3 separate regions of the Sus scrofa genome follow, and regions 1 and 2 are each linked to region 3. Evidence: chromatin contacts called from public HiChIP or PLAC-seq data. All regions are on one chromosome and are shown on one strand. The core of a region is the stretch at or near the end of the contact, and the rest is flanking DNA. Distances in the headings are between cores, read along the strand shown. Region 1 holds the start of AP3S1 (AP-3 complex subunit sigma-1). Region 2 has its middle 53 kb from the start of LVRN. Region 3 holds the start of ARL14EPL (ARL14 effector protein-like).

Region 1 (3,978 bases), core at 887-3,386, 230 kb after region 3:
AGTAGTTATATTGATATTATGGCATAGCCATGAAACCTATTACCTTGAATGTTGCTTAATTATTAAGCAGAAATATAAAAAAACACATTTTCTTGCTTCACTACTGGAACATACCACTTCTACACTGCAAATGGATGGCAGAGGCAAAATGGCTAAAAGAAAAGATTCCTTCAGTAAAGGCTAGTACTATATTTTAAGCAAACGGGTAACAATGTAAACTCAAGGGGATTTTTTTCCACTCAAGAATCAACTAGAATTGTATCCTGGATTAAAGAATGATATGGACTTTTTAGAGCTTTATTGTTTAAATTATGTTTATTGTTTAAATTAAAACCAAACAAGAGTAGTGGAAAATATTCTTTATTGCCAGCAAAAGCAAACTACTTAAGGAAATGAGGAATGAGCTCAAGATTTCTCACTTCAACTAACACCTCCACAGACTGCATTATCGTTTTTAGGCAAAGTGACATTTTCACATTCAATTTTTAATGGCAGGAATGATTTCCATCTGGGATTTATCTGCATAAAAGTGTTAGCCTTGGCACAATTTCAATATTTAACTGAAAGTTTATTTTTGGCTCTAAGCAAAATGCCCCAACACCACACATAGGTATATCTCTACATTATTCCTACCACAGAGTCCAATTTCATGTTTTACCTCGTGGTGGATTTTGCCCTCAGATACGCACACCTGTCTATGACCCTCCCTCAACCAATGATAACTTATCGTCATCACCTTGAAACCTTCTGCATTTTTCAACAGTATGTACCCGTTTAAAAGAGTTTAATATTACTACTTCTCGTAAGTAGCAGAAAAGCTATAAATTAGGGAAAATTCCCTTACGTAGACAAATGCCAAACCAGCCGCTGAAATTCTAACTTTGAGATATAGAATCACAGTTCTAATCGGTCAAATACAATGGTCGCCAGTTATTCCAAGAGTAAATAAATTGTAGCCACCAAGGGGAACAGCCACAGGAAAACGTTAAGTCCTCACTTATCTTTTTCCTTTAAAAGGAGACACCTGAAAGCCACAGTGGGCAGTGTATCACGTATGGCAGCCTAACAGGAGAGACTATACAGAGCGTGCAGGTCTCCAACGCAGGAAGCCAAAGTTCCTGCGCGACGAGAGGATTACGGCGAAAAGCAGTAGCCCATGAGCCCACAGGAAAAGAGAAAGAAGTCCACCAGGAAAGGCTGGAACTCAGGGAGGTGGGGCTGCGAGGCAACCGGCCCCGCTCGGTCTCCCTGGGCGGCTAACACAAGCCGCGGGCAGCGGAAAGGCGAGAGCGCCGGGTGGGCTCGCGGCGCAGGTGGGCTGCGGATGCCAGACCGGCTTCGGCCCAGCACCGGGAAGTCTCCAGAGCCTCGCCCATTCAGCCAGGAAACCACCCAGCCCACAGACGGGCGGAGGAGCCGCCTGGACAGAGCCACGTCGGAGGAAGGGAGCGCGGCGGGAAGTGGGCACCTCGCTCACACCCACCCGGAGGCTGACAGCCGCGAGCGCGAGACGGCCAGGGCGCGAGCAGGGCCGCGGCGCGCCTGAGGGGGTCGCCCTGAGGGCGCAGCCGGCAGCCAACGACTCCCCCTCGCCCGGGTTGGCGGCGGCAGGGTACTCACGTAGGGCTGGTAGAACTTGGAGAGCCGCGGCTTCCCGTGGTTATTAAAGATGAGGATCGCCTTGATCATGGCTGAGCCGGGCCCACCGGGTGGGAGCTGGGGGCCAGGGCGGGGGCGGGCGCGCGAGGCTCGCCTCGGATCTCTCTGGCGATCCTTCCCCACCCGCCCCCTCCCGCACGCGCGCGCGCGCGCGCGCCTCCAGGCTGCGGGGCGGGGCTTGGGTGGGGCGGGGCCTGGGCGGGGCCAGCGCGGAGGGAAGCGGAAACAGCTTCAGGCCGGAGCGCCTAGCAAAGCGGCGCTTGCGCATTCGGCAGCTCGTGGGGCCGTTGCTCACCGAACATTTCCGGAGATTTGTTGTCTTGGGGGAAGCAGTTGCGTTATCAACGGTCAGAAGACTGCAGCAGGTTGGACATAGGGGACCAGGCTGCAATACTGACTTTCGTAGTAGGTTGGATACCCGCCTACTCCGGCGCCTTCCTAGCGACTCTCACCAGCTCAAAGCCCGCCCACGACGCGCGCGGAGCGACCACTTCCGCCCTCACCTCTCTCGGTGCAAGATGGCAGAGGAGCCGGAGTCTGCGCTGCAGCTCCCGCCCGCAACTGCTGCTGAGGGCGATGGACCTACGGAGGTCTCCCCAGAAACTGCCACTCCGGAACCCCCTTCTTCCGCTTCAGTTTCCCCCGGAACAGAAGAACCTGCCGGTGACACCAAGAAAAAAAGTAATTTTCGAGAAGTTTCACTTTGGGCAGAGAAGCTTAAGCCTTCCTTACAGTTCAAGTAGGGATGGCAGCTAATGAAAATTAGAGGAGGGCGGGTTCCAGACCAGGGCCGGCTCAAGACGAGGTTTTTGAGCAGGAGAGAGGAAGTATACTTTTCGGCTTTTAAGACGTTTGCCTTGAGTGCCTTTCAGGAAGCTATCTCTGGACGCACATGAGTGCCACAGCATTTAGTATGCTGTGCTCGCATCTTCCTTTGAATCGGGCAGACCGTGAGCTATCGGAAGGTGGGCGCTCATTGGGACCTCAGTAGTTCCAGATGCTTAATGAGGAACCTAATAATTTGAGTAATGATTTTAGGTGATAGGGATGGTCAGTGGTAAATCAATTAAAATCCACACCTTCCGATTAGGTTGCTGTGTTTTAATCAGTTAGTGTGAATTGGACCAAAAACGGGAGATTTACCCAGTATGAAGAATGCTAAGAGAGAATTAAAGGCATAGGCATCACTCTTTTAAATAAACAGAACAAAGCAAAACACCTTTTTGGAACGCTTGTAAATGAATCATTTCATTGCTTGAACTAGCTGTCTTCAGCCTTTATTTCTTGAGAATTAGTTCACCATTGTAAAATACAGAAATTCCTAAATGGGACACTCTGTAGAGTTGCTGAGAAAAGCAGGAAATCAACATCCCCTGTTGAAAGAGGTTGACCCTGGCCATGAGACAGGCTTTCTCAGACCAGAGTCTTATTAAAGTGTAGGTATCCTACGTTGTGCTTAGTGATCCCATGCCCTTTCATCCAACCTCACTTTCTGCTGCTAGGGAGGATAATTGTCTCTCCTAGCACGGTCCCCTTTTTAAATCACACTGCCTCTACATTTGGTGGAAATCTGTTCAGTTATTTCCACATGATGCACCAGTAGAGAAATAGAAACCTATGATTAGTTATGTGGCTAACTGCTAGAATCTTTCTTTAAATGAATCCCCTTAATTTTATAGATTGTGGTTACCCCTTTTTCCTATCAGTTTACTATAAGCAGGAACAGACTTTCAAAGGGTTTGTCTTAGTATCTAGCAGTCTTAGTCAACAGCTTACTATGTACTTGACCGTGAAGGCTTTTGTGTAAAACAGTGGCTAAAAGTAATGACCCACCTCCCAGATATGGCCTGGAGTTATGTATAATGTTTCCTTAAGTCTGCACAATTTATGTTTTTTAGCCATCAATTAAAAATCAAATTTTCATTTTCTAGTTCCTGGGAGCATTTAGGCTCTGTGATATAAAACTTATTTGTAGTTGTTGAATTTCTACCCTGAAATTATTGTCGTTTTTTGAGGACCTTTTCTGATGAAACCTTAAATATTTCATATGTTCTACCTTTGGTTTAATTTTCAGATTAGTGAAGGTGAGGAAGTTTGCTGGTTGTGATGGCACATTAGGATCACCAGGGGGAGCTTTTGAACATATCGGTGTCAAGGTGCTACCTCCAGAAGATTCTGATTTAATTGATGTAGACATCTGTGTTCTTGTAAATGTTCCCCCATTTGGGTCTGATGTGTAGCTACAGTTGAGATACACCAATAAGTAACCTTTAGAAGTTAAAAAATAGAGTTATAATAAATATTTTTCATTCTCTAAAC
Region 2 (4,261 bases), core at 277-2,776, 130 kb after region 3:
AGGGCTGGAACAGATCCTGCCCTGAGCACCTTCAAAGAGAGCATAAGCCTGCCAACACCTTGATGTCAGGTTTAGAATCCTAGCCTCCAGAACCATAAGACAATAAATTTGTGTGTATAAGCCATCCAGCTTGTGGCATTTTGTTATAGCAGTTCTAGCCAACTGATTCAGATGATACAGATGATGAAGAGGTCTGGGAGTCCCAGGGGTGGGGCCTGGGTGGCAGATAGAAACATTTGGAGGCTTGCAGCCGTGCCTAGTTTCCAACAGTATAGAGGCATGTCAGTATTTGCACCATCAGCTTCACCCCACCCCTGCATGCAAACTGATTATCAGGCCCAAATGCACCGTGGGGTGCTGTCTCTCACTTCCAGGGACATATAAGAGGAAAGAGGACTACCTTTTCAGGAGAGTTAGCACCTGCTTTAATAGGGGACTGGAGAAGAAGAATCTTATTTAGGGCTATTTTAGCGGTGTGAGTAATTCAATGCTCCATTCTGTATTGAACACCTGCAATGAATTGCTAGGGTGACCTAGGCATTGACAGAGAAAACAGAAGTCTAAGATTCAGTCTCTGATCTCCTATAACTTACAGTCTCAAAGCAATTGAAACCTAAGTGCAACAGGACTTATATAAATCATTATTATTATTATAAGAATCAGCTCAGATAACTACATTGAGATTCCTATCTGAGAGCTCTCCTTTTTTTTCCTTTTTTTTTTTTTTTTTTTTTTTTTTTTTTGAGCAGGCTAGGAACCTGCTCATGTGTTGAATTGGAGCTACAGCTGCCGGCCTAGGCCACAGTCACAGCAACACAGGATCCAAGCCATGTCTGTGACCTCCGCCATAGCTCATGACAATGCCAGATCCCCAGCGAGGCTAGGGATCTAACCCACATCCTCATGGATACCAGTCAGATTCGTTTCCACTGCACCACAACAGGAACTCCCCGAGAGCTCTTCTTGAGATGAATGGCGATGAAACGCTCAAGCTGACAGTTCCCCTCTCCTGCTGCTTCTCTCCCTGCTCCAGTGTGCTAGTAGCTATGAGCATCTCTTTGATTGTAGGCTTCTTCTAAAAGAAGTCAAACAGACCGCTATGCTTTCCACATGTGATGTCAATGTTCTCACAGTTGGTTGTTTTTTAAGTCTCATTCTTGACATTTTAATTCATTTTACATTGGCATTCTGTGAGTCCAGCCTGGTTGTGAAATGTTAGGGTGGTTCGTTGGTGTTTCATTAACTTCCCCTCAAACTTACCAAGATTTCTAAACCACTTAGGGCATGTGGATGTGGGCCAGACACACAAATAAGAGCTGTACATCAACTTTTCTAGAAAAAGCCAAGGGGGGTTTCTCTGCGGGGCGAGGAAAGCAGGTCTGACTGACAGGAAGAGGGAGGGAATGGGCGAGGCCAAATTGAAAGTCTTCCCAGAAGTGGCAGAATTTACTAAGGGACATACTAGGACATAGGCCTGGCAGGAACACACCGCCCTTTTCTGTCCTGTTTACACCAGGAGCAGAGCCGAGGCTCCACACCCCACCTCTGAATGACAACACGCACCATCGAAGGACGTGGCCAGCTCCCACCTCTCAGAGAATTACAGCTGGGGATTCCAAAGGCTCTAAGTCTGGCCACACAACCCAGGAGGAAGCTCCCACATCTGTTCCCTCTGTCTCTGGGGCCAGTCTGGATTCCATGAAGCCAAAGGGCAAAATGTGTGTTATTTCCTCTGGCCAGAAACACAGCGTCTTTAGAAATCAAAATTCACTTTGACTTTTCTTCCCTTTCATAAGTTGTTTTTGATATTGGGTTTTGTTTCTCTTCTAGCCTGATTTTTTCCAAGGCTACTTCAAATGTTAAACGTGGACAAACACTCAAAAAGAAAAATGGCTGCCCCTACAGATTCTGAAGTGTGTCGAGGTGTTTTATTTATAAACACTTGAATTGAATCTCCGTCAAACTCCTGTTGGATCTGTCTGGATCTTTCCATTACCCTAACTGCCTCAGGGGTGCCACTGGCGTGGTATAAGTAACATGTGACTTTTATCATCTCTGTCCCAGTTATCAACACTTCATGAATGATACCACTGACCTGCACACAGCTGTGTTGATGCCATACACAAAGGATTAAATGAGGTTTCCTTTTCATTTCAGTCCTAGTCCTAGAGTTGGTCTGCTGGTTACAAATTCTTCAAGAACTCTGTCAGCCTGTGACTGTCTATAGACAAATACCTGCTCCAGGGCAGGGCTGTCAGAAGAGAGTTGACTGGCACTTAGGGAGGCTTTAACACTTTGCTAGTAAAACCTTAACATACTCCTGAGAAGACAAACAGTAGAGTCATGTTTATATCCAGACTGTATCAGTTTCAGTAATCTGGGGGAATTAAAGCACTAGGACAAAAAAAAAAAAAGAAACTCAAAATGCAGGCCAGTGGAAGAGTAAAACATTTAGAAGAATTTTAATATTTTCTCCTTTCTCGTTCATTTCTGTTTGAGTTGGTTTTTTCCCTTGGAAATCCACGTATGTGAACACTTGACTAGTTTTAGCCAGATGTTTGTGGGCTCTCGGCCTGGTGTACAGAAAAGCAGAGAAATCTGGGAGGAAGATGAGGACTCCAGGCAATGGAAGTGAGATTCAGACCCCAGTTGTTGTTGCTGTCGCTGGACTCTGATGATTGCTGAAAACTCAGTCTGTTTTGTATGTTTACTGAGGAGTGTCAGCTTTCAGGGTAAATGTTTTCAACATCTTCTGTTACTTTACAGTGGAGCTGAGGTCTATTTCTACAATGCTTAGGGCACCTAGCACAGAGCTTGGCACACAGAAGACATTCCAGGAATGTGGTCTGCTAAATTCCTAAAGGCTGTGTGTAAATGATATTGCTGTAACTTGAATCATACTTTAAGAGCATATGGGGAGCACATTTAGAGGAATACTGCATCGGATCATTTTTATAAAATTAATATCACCTCCTGAGTTATTTGTTTTGTAAGCAGAATTGGGTTTATTAGGTTTCCTTAAAACTGAGGATGGGGGCATTCCCGTCTTGGCGCAGCAGAAACCAATCTGACTAGGAACCATGAGGTTACGGGTTCGATCCCTGGCCTCACTCAGGGGGTTAAGGATCCGGCATGGCCATGAGCTGTGGTGGAGGTCGCAGATGCATCTTGAGTCTGGTGTAGGCCGGTGGCAACAGCTCCAATTAGACCCCTAGCCTGGGAACCTCATAAGCCGCCGATGCAGCCCTAAAAAGACAGAAAGACACAAAAACAAAAAAACAAAACAAAAAAACTGAGTATGCATATCCCCTTTTCCTCATCTGCAGCATGAGGGGACTGGACTCAGTGATTTTGAGTATTTTTCTTTTTGTCGAATGTTTCTTCCAGTGCTAAAATTATAATGTTTTAGAACTTACTTCCAAATATCGAGATTTGGTGCCCTTTGCTGCTTTGAGGGATGCGGGGGGAAATCTTTTTTTGAAAAAATGTCTTCATTTATTGATTCCACAACCAACTCCCTACTGTGATTATATTCACCTGAAATAATTATTTCTATTACGCCAGCCCTACCTCTCCTATTAGGCAGAGCTCTACTACGGATTAAACATATTGCCAGCTTTTAGATATGTTTTACTTCTTGGCTTCAAAAAAATTAGCTCTGCTGGGTTGAAGTGAAAACAATTGAGCATTCCTCCCCTCTGTAGTGGCTGACAGTAAAAGTCATGTATCTTAACAACAAAATCACAAAATTAAGGTTATTTATTGAGTGGAAGTTTCCACAGGGGGAAAAAAAACCATTTAAATGTACTGATGGATTACGGTAAATCGTCAAGCTCTCTCTTGGGCCAAACAGCCTATTCATCTTTATAAAATGAAACAGTATGCTTGGCCTTATCATAACTAGAATATTATCAAGTTGGTTTTTTTTTTTTTTTTTTTCCCCAGAGCCGCACCCCAGGCACATGGAGGTTCCCTGGCTAGGAGTCTAATAGGAGCTACAGCTGCCACCAGACCCGAGCTGCGTCTGCCACCTACACCACAGCTCACAGCAATGCTGGATCCTTAACCCACTGAGCAAGGCCAGGAAGCAAACCTGCAACCTCGTGGTTCTTAGTCAGATTGTTTCTGCTTTGCCATAATGGGAACTCCCACGAATATTACCGAGTTCTTGATTGGCACTTCCCTCTCCAACTCCTTCATTTAAAAAACATATTGACCTTGTGGAAGTGTAAATTGGTAAAACCACTATGGAAAAGAGTAT
Region 3 (4,550 bases), core at 1,626-4,125:
TTTAACTCTTTAAAAAGCATGCTAGAAAGGTTTCCTCCGTTTGAATGACCGTATCTACACGAAACAGTGCCTGTTATTTTCCAGAACTGCTTGCTTGACACCCTATATTTCTGGTTTATATGACACCCTATATTTCTGTAAGTATGTGTGAATTAAAAGCTTTCACCTAAGGCTTCTCAGCATATTAACCATGTCCCAGGCTGACAGGTAAAAGAAAAGCCCAAAGTAAATCGGGTTTAGCACTAAATGAGTTGGACCAAGCCACTGTTTCCCTGTGTGTTAAAATCAGCATAACTAAAATGACCTGAGTTGGTTATTACGCCATTATCCTTCAGTTTCAAATCCACATTTTTGTTCTCAGCTGTGTGGTGTTGGGACTGAGCCTCTCTACAAACCACATTTCGATTTTGCAAGTTCTGCCAACAGGGGGCGCTGAGGGTCAAGGGAAGACTGGAGGAGGAGAAAAGGAGCTTACACTTCCCTGTTTGCCTCTCGTTTCTACCAGCAGCACTTCAGCCCTTCCTCTTGTCAGTAGCTGTTGGATTCCAATTTTCAGAATGCCCACCCCTATCCCTATCCACAGCCCCCTGGGCCAGCCCAATTTGTCCCCTGAGCAAAACCAGCACCAGCTTCCCAGAGCCCAACCTCCACCCCCCGCCATTGGTGTCCCACAAAGGTGAGACACAACTGGAGAAGTTCTCTCCAAGTAGTGAGGGGTCTAAGCCCCACAGTGGCCTTCCCAGCCACAGAGTCCTGCACTGGGAAGGCAACCCCCTGTGACATTTGGCTTTGAAGGCCAGTGGCACTTACTTTTAGGGAGAGCCGGAAGAGGAATAGTTTCCCCTCTTAAAGGGCCCACACAAAATCTCACTCCCTGGGACCCATGGCAGAAACAGTCATTTGAAACGTAACCGTGTCAGACCACTTGCTGATCTTGGAGAGCCTCTTGGAGAGGCAGGGGGAGATTGGGACTCACCCAGGAGACACAGAAGCTGAAGGAGCCATTTGTGGGAGCTCATCCAACCACGAGGACACTGGTGGTGGTAAAAACGACATTTCAGAATCCTCCCTTCAGGGCGGGGACCTGGCCCCACCCACCAGCCAGCCAGCACCAGACCTGGAATGCCCCAGGCCAAGCACCTAGCTGGGGAGGGACACAGCCCCACCCATTAGCAGGCAGCCTGCTGAAGGCTCTTCTGAACCTTGGCCATGCCGGACACAGCCCCACCCATCAGATGGCTGGCACCAGCCCCTGGGACTCTTGTGACAAATGCACCCATCAGAGGGGCCTTAGTCCCTCCCACCTGTGAGCAAATACCAACTTTAGGACTCCTGGGGCCCCACAGCTAGAGACCCCAGGACTGGATCTGCCTACCATTGGGCCAGCATTAGCCCTGGGATCTGGCCTCAACCACCAAAGGGCAGAAACCAGCCTAGGGACCTTCTGCCCACAGCCGTGCACACAAATGGGCAGACACAAGCCCTGGGACCACTGAGGTCCCACAGCCAGCTGTGTCAAGACCTGGCCTATCCACCAGCAGGCTAGCACCGTTCCATGATATTTTGGGCCCCAGACTTGCCTGACAGCATAATGACACCAGTTCTGGGACACCCCAGACCCTGCAACCACAGCCCCACCCACCAGCAGGCTGAACAGGCTCCAGGAACACTGACTTAGCAGCCAGCCACCCTGAGATCTGGACCCACCCACCAGTGGGTCAGTACTAGCTCTAGGATCCCCCTGGGCTTGGAAGCTAGCAGCCTTATGGCCCAGCCTTGCCCACCAGTGAGCAGTCACCAACACTGGGACTCCCCTGGCCATGTAGCCAGCCATGTCAAGACCCAGCCCCAACCCACCAGGGCCAGAAACCCCCATACAAGGCAGGGCCTGACAACCAACCAGACTGGGGGCCAGCCATGCTTACCACTGCAGCCTGGGTAGTCAGCCTGCCACAACAGAAGGATCAGGCAGCCCACATAGAGAGCATCTAGAGCATATAGCCCTGGTGACCAGAGGTGAATGAGCTTCTGGGGCCCATAGGATATATACTGCATAAAGCCACTTCTTCAAGATCAGGAAACATAACCAACATTCCAAATACATAAAAATAAAAACATTGAATTAGGCTGTTTTCTGAGCCTTCGTATTTGGAATATGTTCCAAATGAAGGAAAAAGATAAAACCCCAGAGGAAGAACTAAAAGAAGTGGAGATACACAATGTAACTGACAAAGAGTTGAAAGTAATAATCATAATGATACTCAAACACTCAGGAGAAGAATGGATGAACACAATGAGGAGTTTAACAAAGAGTTAGAAAATGTAGAGAAGAAGCAAACAGCTGAGGAATACAATAACTGAAATAAAAAAAATACTAGGAAGAATCAACAATAGATTAGATGTACAAAGGAATGGTTCAGCAAACACAGAGTAGTGGAAGTCACTCAAGCTGAAGAGAACAAAAGAAAAAATCATTTTAAAAAATGAGGACAGTTTAAGAGATCTTTGGGACAACATCAAGCATACCAACATTCACATTATAGGGGTCCCAGAAGGAGAGAGAGAGAGAAAGGAGAAGTGGACACATGTGAAAATATAACAGCTAAAAGAAGGAAACAGATATACAGGTCCAGGAAGCACAAGGGGTTCCAAATAGGTCAACCCAAAGAGGACCACACCAAGACACACCGTAATTAAAAAGACAAAAATTAAAGCTAAAGAAATAATAGCAGGCGTTCCCCGGTGATACAGTGGGTTAAGGATCTGGCCTTGTCACTGTTGTGGCCCAGTAACTTCCTCATACTGTGCACACAGCCAAAAAAAGAAAAAGAGAAAAGAAAAGAAAAAGAAAGAATATTAAAAGCAGCAAGAGAAAAGCAACACATTACAAGCAAGGGAACTCCCATAAGGCTATCAGCTGACTTTTCAGCAGTTACTCTGCAGACCAGAAGGAAGTGTCATAATATATTTAATTTGATGGAGAGTACTCAAAAAATTAAAAATAGAACTACCATATGGTTGAGTAATTCCACTCTTGAGTATTTATCCAAAGAAAATAAAAACACTAATTAGAAAAGACATATGCATCCCTATGTTTATTGCAGCATTATTTACAATGGCCAAGATATGGAAGCCACCTAAGTGCCCATTATTGGATGATTAGATAAAAAATATGTGGTGTATACAAATACAATGAATACTAGCCACAAAAAATTAAATTTTGCATTTTGCAACAAGATAGATGGACCTAGAGGGTATTATGCTAAGTGAAATCAGTCACAGAAAGACAAATAATGTATGAGTTCACTTATATGTGGAATCCAAAAAATAAGACAAATGAACAAACATAACAAAATAGAAACACAGTCATAGATACAGAGAATAAACAAGTGGTTGCCAGAGGGAAGGGGGTTATGGGGAAGAGAATAGTGGGTGAGGGAGATTAAGAAGTGCAAACTTCCAGCTACAAAATAAAGGCCACAAGTATGAAATGTACAGTATGGGGAATACAGTCAATAGTTCTGAATAGCTTTGTATGGTGACAAATTACAACTCGACCTATCATGCTTATCATTTTGAAATGTATATAAATCATGAATCACTATACCGTGTACCAGGAACTCACATCATATTGTATGTAGGTCAACTATACTTCAAAAACAAAGACACAAAACTCATAGTTGGAAGAGAGAAAAAGAGGAGGAGAAAGCAGTGAGATGATACATGACAGGATTATTGAAAGATAAGATTGGAGAAAATAGAGGAAATATGAAGCTGATATTTAAGAAAATTTAGGAAGATGTTACACGTGTAACAATTTTATGGCTTAACTTTTAAGTTGCTAAATTTAAAGAAAAAACTCTCTGACCTATGATGTATGGTCAAGTCTGTGCAGAGTGTACTTCGGTTTGTCCTCATGGCCAAGTCCTATAGCCTCCTGTTCCCACTCCGGGAGTATCTTCTTGTGAAGTGAATAAGAAAGTGAACCTTTGTCTTGCATTTCAATTTGAGGCTGCATTAACTTACACAAGAAATTGGAAAAAAAAAAAACACCTTAGATCACACTATCTTCAGTCTATATAGCATATTTAAAGGCTTTTAATTGACATATTCTTTAATCTTTATAACATCACTTTGAGGTAGATAGGAGATCTGTACTTTTACCCCATTCTATTCAAATTCAAAATTAAAAAACAAAATCAAAATTAAAACAAGAATTAAATGGTATACACACAAAGTCTAGAGTAAGATGATTTGCCTTAGCAGTCCTGATTACATCAGGTGTGACAAAACTAAGCTGCTTCCATATATTCTGACTGATGAAAATGTTTAAAGTTGACCAAACGACACACAGATTCAATTTGGTCAAATGAAGCCACATTTCAAACAGAATCCCCTGAGTGTAAAGCTGGAAAGATTATTGTCTGGTTAATCTTTTAGTCCCATTTCTCTTTATTTGACCATTTCCCTTTGTGCTGGAGATTAGCCCATAATTGCTATGGTCTGTTGACATCACTGTATCTGCTTCTAAACTTTGGCTGAAAAAGTGT

What was found. HiChIP or PLAC-seq counts read pairs in DNA pulled down with a chosen protein or histone mark.
Region 1: an H3K27ac HiChIP or PLAC-seq map of alveolar macrophages shows a contact between it and region 3. The contact joins the promoter of AP3S1 here to the promoter of ARL14EPL in region 3. A contact is called at or near these places in 2 of 47 Hi-C or Micro-C datasets (embryonic fibroblasts and subcutaneous adipose tissue) and 2 of 2 datasets of contacts at active chromatin or transcription factors (alveolar macrophages and skeletal muscle).
Region 2: an H3K27ac HiChIP or PLAC-seq map of alveolar macrophages shows a contact between it and region 3. The contact joins the enhancer-like site here to the promoter of ARL14EPL in region 3. A contact is called at or near these places in 17 of 47 Hi-C or Micro-C datasets (adipose tissue, alveolar macrophages, brain and 10 more) and 2 of 2 datasets of contacts at active chromatin or transcription factors (alveolar macrophages and skeletal muscle).

Annotation. Positions count from the first base shown.
Region 1 is chr2:119,963,697-119,967,674 of Sscrofa11.1, reverse strand. It overlaps AP3S1 (AP-3 complex subunit sigma-1), which reads right to left and starts at 2,136. Exons shown (of 6, transcript XM_021084654.1): 1 at 1,621-2,136. The coding sequence starts at 1,689. It overlaps ATG12 (autophagy related 12), which reads left to right and starts at 1,973. Exons shown (of 4, transcript NM_001190282.1): 1 at 1,973-2,340. The coding sequence starts at 2,178.
Region 2 is chr2:120,062,871-120,067,131 of Sscrofa11.1, reverse strand. No RefSeq gene overlaps it. Among named protein-coding and RNA genes, the nearest start is that of LVRN, 53 kb to the left of the region's middle. Within about 2 kb of position 1,526, at least 11 of the 83 cell types and tissues checked have an H3K27ac peak or open chromatin away from gene starts, as enhancers often do. A contact at or near this core is called in adipose tissue, alveolar macrophages, fetal skeletal muscle and 4 more, where this site is marked.
Region 3 is chr2:120,193,248-120,197,797 of Sscrofa11.1, reverse strand. ARL14EPL (ARL14 effector protein-like) reads right to left here and starts at 2,875. Exons shown (of 4, transcript XM_013995047.2): 1 at 977-2,875. LVRN (aminopeptidase Q) reads right to left here. Exons shown (of 19, transcript XM_013995045.2): 19 at 4,070-4,550.